Linked DNA regions of Mus musculus: region 1 is linked to region 2. Evidence: chromatin contacts called from public HiChIP or PLAC-seq data. All regions are on one chromosome and are shown on one strand. Each heading gives the region's core, a stretch centred on a gene start, on an enhancer-like site or on the middle of the called end of the contact. The rest is flanking DNA. Distances are from core to core; before and after follow the strand shown. Region 1 overlaps Galk2 (galactokinase 2). Region 2 has its middle 7.7 kb from the start of Shc4.

Region 1 (2,874 bases), core at 254-2,753, 200 kb after region 2:
TTTGAACCATCACAGAAAAAGTAACTTATGGTATACAGTTCAAGAAGGAAGTGGTCCAGGCAGGGACTTCAGTCCCACCGACAGCATGGGGGGCTGTTAGCTGGGGTGATGGATCGGTTGGGCTTCCTCCATTTAGGAGACTAGTTGACTTAGGGTGAGTTTCTTTGTGTGCCCTTTCCTGGCCTGTAATCTCTGTCCTGAGAAGGGCAGTCCAGGCTGGCTGGGTACTTTACCTGCACCCATGTAATTTTTAGTTGTGCAATCTCTGCCATGCAAATAAGGGAAGTGCTGGCTGCATAGTTCAGTCCTGGTCCAAGGCTCAGGCCACAGGCCTCCAGGCTGAAGTTCTATGGTATTAGATTACAGCATTCCAGACTGGCAGTTTAGGATTCCTGGACCATGCTAGTGAAAGTTCTCTAATGGGAACCAGCCCTATTTGTTGATCTCTTATTAAGTGTCCTCCCCCATACTTGACTATCCCTGTAAGGCCTAAGGCTGGTATATCTTACCTCAGCATCTCCTAGTATCCCCTGCAGTCACAAGGGCATGGCTACCACCCTCAAGGGCCTTCCCACATGTTCAGTACAGTTTTGTTTTGTTTTTATTTAGCCTTCTTTGAAATATTTCTAAATGACCCTCAAAGAAGCCTTACTTCCTTATTTATAAGGTAAGCAGAGATCTCGCTACAGTTTGTAGCACTTATACTTCTTAGGTATGTAGAGGGATCCCCATACTTGTAGAGAGAAAGAATTGGGACAGAGTAGTCATTCCTTCATTTAATAGATGTTCATCCTAGGCTCATGTCAGCCAGTTAGGGACACAAAAATTAACAAGATGGATGCAGTTCATATCTCAGGTAAAACAGAATGTGGAAGTGGAGAGACATGTTAAACAAATGCCCATTTCCGGAAAGCACTGTTGACTTGTAGTCGTCCTCTGCCCCTGGCTATGCTTTCTCTTCTGCAGTAATCCCCCAGCCTTGGCAGGAGGGTGTGATACCGATGTAGTATTTAGGGATGAGTGTTCCAAAGTCTGCTATTCTCTGCACCTCTATCAGTTGTGGGACTCTGCAGTGATCATCATCTATTTCTGCTATTATTTTACTAACTGGGTGGGGTAATAAACTGACTCCTATTGACTTACTATGAAAGCATCCGTAGCTCTCATAGAGTCTTCTATTTGACTCCTGCTTTATAAGGCTGTCAAGTTCAAAGAGTACAGCTACAGCAATTTAGGAAAAGTAAGTTTTTGTTGTTTTGTTTTTTTCTTCCTGGAAAATTTGGGGATTGAACTTCTTTTTTTTTTTTAAATAAAGATTTAAATTTCTAAATTTTAGTCTACTCATTGAGATAATTATTAAAATTGTGAAGGGAGATGTAATATTAAGCTTCATAGCACCTTGGCAGTACACAGATGGAGCAGAAGCAGTGCTTGTTCAATGACCATTTCCTGCTGGGACACACTTCCTCTTTGGGAGGTGGCAGCCCCAGGGTTCTCCCTGAGGGATTACTCACTGCTGTTTCTACCTTGAGGTTGATGAGTAAGTGCTGGTGTCCTGAGGAGACTCCAGACATATACAACTTTATTTTCTGGCTCTTAACACGGAATTCTAGCCTCTCTGCCAGAGCCACAGTGACCTGGAACAAGTGTGATGCATGTGACAGCTTCGTGTTGTGACTGCTCCCTTCTAAAGACACAGGAAGAATCCGGAGCTAGCCTGTATCTCTGAAACAGTAGTGAGACTGCCAGGCCCTTTGGGGAATGTCTTCAGAGAGCTGACTAGAAGAGAGGGCATGTCTTTTGTAGCTGAGGTTTTTAATCAAATTCAGAGCCTCTTATTATTGCGGATGTCTCCTGAGGACCTTGTGTGTACCCTAGGCTGGCCTGGAACTGGTCTAGAATGCCTCAAAATTGCCACCCTCCAGCCTGTATCTCCTAGGTGCTAATAATGATCATGTGCCATCACATCTAGTTGAAATACATTGGAATTTAATTGTATAACTCCATATGTGCCATTGAAATTGGCAACTGAATTTGGCTACTTGGTACATATTGCTTTCCAAGATGATATAGCTAAAACACATTTTAAAAACCAAATTTTCTCATAAATAAGACTTAATTTGCTTAAAAGCAGGCACAGTTCCTTTTTCTCAGTTAGTTCTTGGAGAATTTAATGGCGTGTCTTTTGATAGTAATCACACTCCACCCCTTAACCAGCCAAATTTGTCTTTTTTTAAACCCTGAAGTTCATGTTGGGTGGCAGTATATGCCTTTAATCCCCCCATTATTGGGGAAGCAGAGGTCAGCCTGGTCTACATAATGAGTTTCAGGCTAGCAGTTGTGACATTGTAAGATTCTGCCTCAAAAACCAAACCAAACTGAACCAAAAGTAACGACGACACCAATACTCTAAACTACAAACCCCAACTAAACCCACTGAGTCCTATTTTTCTTGGAGGGTTTGGCCATACACTGGAGCATGGTTGAATGACCAGGGGCCACACTCTTAAATTTGACTTCAAGAAAATTTACTACATTTCCCAGCAGTTGTCAATTGCCAATCACTTCTTAGGTAGGGGAGGAACATCACGCCCACCTCCCCTTTCCATGCTGAGATTTTATCTGACTTGAGCTTACACAGGTGTTGTGTGGCTTGCTGTCACACTGCTGTGAGTTGATCTCACAACTACTATGTTGTGTTTGGAAACCACGGTTTCATTTTAGTCCTGTACTGCCTCTGGCTCTTAGATTCTCTCCACCTCTTCTTTCTCAGTGAGCATTGGGAAGAAGGATTATGATAAGATGTCCCATTAATGCTGAGAATTCTACAGCCTTTTACTGTTGTCAACTTGACAAATTGTGGGTCTTTGCCTC
Region 2 (2,981 bases), core at 315-2,814:
TAGATGAGATGCTAGACTTTGATTCAGCGGAATAATAAGCAGGGAATTTTGAAGACCTTGGGATAAGGTGACTAGATGCCGCCCATGCAATATGAGAATCTACAATGGACAGAGAACAGACTAACCTAGGAAAAACTGGTGAATTGTGTTAGCTAAGCGGTTAAATTTGTGACAGGTTTTTTGATTTGAGTTTGAATGCCAACAGGATGAAGTTTTGTGTTGTATCAGAAAGAAAGGAACAGTTCCACCTGATATTAGAAGAAGAAAGAAGAGGAAAGAGGAGGAGGAGGAGGCCCAGCCTGGGTTGGAAATTTGGTTCTCTTCTCATTCTCCAACAAATCAGATCAAGGTGAAAAGAAGAACCCCACGATGGGCAAATGCCTGTAACCTCGCACTCAGGAGGCTGAGAGGGGAACTGTGAGTTCCTCCAGCTAAGGCCTGCCACATTACCTCCCCTAAAGTGGGCTTCTAGGTGAGAGAGAGAGTTAGAGAGGCCCCTTAGTGCTGCCGGCCTAGGCCAGAGAACTTCAGGGGGAGGGATCCATTCTACAAGGCCTTTTCTGTGTTTTCCACTCCCTCCACTAGACAGAGGCCTGGGATGAGGTGTGGCTGGAGGAGCCTCAGAATAGGTGACAGGGACGGGGCCTGCAGCTTGCAGAGGCAGTGCAGGGCCCAGAGAAAAAGGCAGACCTGGTGGAAGTGCAAATGCTCAGGCATGGTGACTCAGCCACGTGTAAGCACTGTTCTGAGGCTGACCTCCACCAGCCGCTGTTAGAATCCCATGAGCCCTTTCAGCTCTCTGACTTCACACCGTAAGCCCCCCTTTCATTTACATACAAGTACCTTATTGACGGGCACGAAAACAAAACAGATGAAAATTAAATTCACCCACATGCCAATTTAGACACAGTCCTTGATGACATTTTAGTCTCACGCAAAGCACATCTATCTCCACATTCTCCCTCACACGTAACCATAGTTTTTTCTTTCCCTAATAATAACAACAAGTCGCGCGTGGTGGCGCATGCCTTTAATCCCAGCACTTGGTAGGCAGAGGCAGGCGGATTTCTGAGTTTGAGTCCAGCCTGGTCTACAGAGTGAGTTCCAGGACAGCCAGGGCTATACAGAGAAACAATTTTCTACCCATTTCGTTTGGCGAAATCCCCATAATTCTCATGCACTTGCAGATGAGTTATTTTAATGGCTATCTGCTGCCACTGCGCAAATGCACCATAATTTACCACAGAGGTTTACACGGAGATTGACTGTAATATCTAAAATGCCAGCCAAGGGTTCAAGATAACCTTTATGAGCGTCTCCCTGGCTTCCGTCGTTTCTGCCAGTCTGGATGTTTTTACAAGAAGATTTAGATGATATCCCTCTCTCTTAATCCCTGTTTCTTGGGATAACTTCCTAGAAGCTGGTTGCTTACTTAGGTGCGAAAGCCTCCTCCTGGTGCATCGCTGCGACCCCTGGGGACGGCAGCGGGAACTACAGTTCTGGGCTGCCATTGGCCTTGGCCTTAGCTCGGGCAGAAGCTGGGGCTGGCAGGGGAGGAGCCGTCCTGAGCTTTTGCACGGATTGAGCCGGCGGGCCAGGCGACCAGGCGCGCTGCACCGAAGCTGCAGGAGCCGAGAAGAAAGAGCCAGTGTGCGCCGGGCAAGTCCAAAGGCTTCTCCAGGCACAGCGACTGGCGAGGAGGGGATCGGGGAGGGAGGCCACAGTCCCCCACCAGGACAAAGGGGCCTCAGTACTGGTGAGCAGTCGGCTCCGGGGCCTGGTAGTAGCATAAAGGGAAGCTGTGTCTCCGCAGCACTCAAGATCACCTTTGTCTTCTGAGTCTAAGTCAAAGAAAGGTTACAGAAGGAGCCTGCAGGCTCTCCTCCCTCCGCAGGGGTCTGGTCCAGAGAAGTAGCCAAGTTCTTTCCCAAGATGCTGGGAATTGAGATGAAAATAGAAATGTGCTTGCCTGGTCGCTGCGACAGTGGTCAGTTGTGTAGAAGGCACGTCCTTTGGCCAGGGCTCCCAGTGAGTGAAAGCCAGATCAAAGGATGGGAACCCGTGGTCCGGAAGGGGCCCAAGCACACGAGATACACACGCAGCAATAAGAATTCACCCTCGTTGGGAAGTGGCGGAAATCCGGAGATGGGCTCGGTTATCCCCAGCAGACTCTAAACTAGCCAGCCATTCACTTGTGTCTACTGTCTCTTTCTACCAAAGCCGCAATTTTAGGCTGACCTAATGGCTGCACCCCTTTGGCCAGTAGGGAGAGGCCAATGGGACAAAGGTAAAGGCACCATCCTTACATTTGGTCTTTGCATAGTCTCCTGGACTAGGGCAAACACTTCTGCCTGAATGCACCAAGTCACCCCAGTAGCTTGCAGCAGAATGAGAAGTTGGGATAAGTAATATGAACCCCTCCTCCCCCCAACACACACCCACACACTAAAATGCACATCCATTTTCTAACCCTACGATGGGGCATCTCCACATCCACTCATTCATCAACAGCCAACAATGACTGCCCGACTTGAAGGAGCCTATCCTAGCATAACTGTCTCTCTCCTGAGAGAGGTGTCATCCAGCTGCGGATTGAGACAGAGACCCACAGCCAAACATCAGGCAGAGCTTGGAAAGTCCTGTGGAAAAGTGGTGGGTAGAACTGAACAAGCTGGAGGAGTCCAGATCACCACAGAAGACCTACGGAGTCAACTAACCAGGGACCATGAAGGCTCACAGAGAGTGGACAACCAACCAAGGAGCATGCAGGAGCTGGACCTAGATCCCTTATCCATTTGTAGCAAATGTGCAGCTTCCTCTTCATGTAAGAAATGGGGGGTGGGGTGGGGGGTGGTCTCCATCTCTGTTGCCTGCCATTGGATCCCCTCCCCCATGCCTGGACTGCCTGGTTGGGCCTCAGTGGAAGAAGATACACCTAGTCCTGCTGGAACTAGATGCCCCAGAGTGGGGAGGTACACATG

What was found. HiChIP or PLAC-seq counts read pairs in DNA pulled down with a chosen protein or histone mark.
Region 1: a contact with region 2 is called in a FOXA1 HiChIP or PLAC-seq map of pancreatic cancer cells. The contact joins two enhancer-like sites. A contact is called at or near these places in 1 of 115 datasets of contacts at active chromatin or transcription factors (pancreatic cancer cells) and 2 of 9 other capture datasets (adipose tissue and macrophages).

The regions. Positions count from the first base shown.
Region 1 is chr2:125,932,603-125,935,476 of GRCm38.p6, forward strand. The region is part of intron 7 of Galk2 (galactokinase 2); the gene reads left to right. Among named protein-coding and RNA genes, the nearest start is that of Galk2, 68 kb to the left of the region's middle. Within about 2 kb of position 1,504, at least 46 of the 459 cell types and tissues checked have an H3K27ac peak or open chromatin away from gene starts, as enhancers often do. A contact at or near this core is called in pancreatic cancer cells, where this site is marked.
Region 2 is chr2:125,730,372-125,733,352 of GRCm38.p6, forward strand. No RefSeq gene overlaps it. Among named protein-coding and RNA genes, the nearest start is that of Shc4, 7.7 kb to the left of the region's middle. Within about 2 kb of position 1,565, at least 176 of the 459 cell types and tissues checked have an H3K27ac peak or open chromatin away from gene starts, as enhancers often do. A contact at or near this core is called in pancreatic cancer cells, where this site is marked.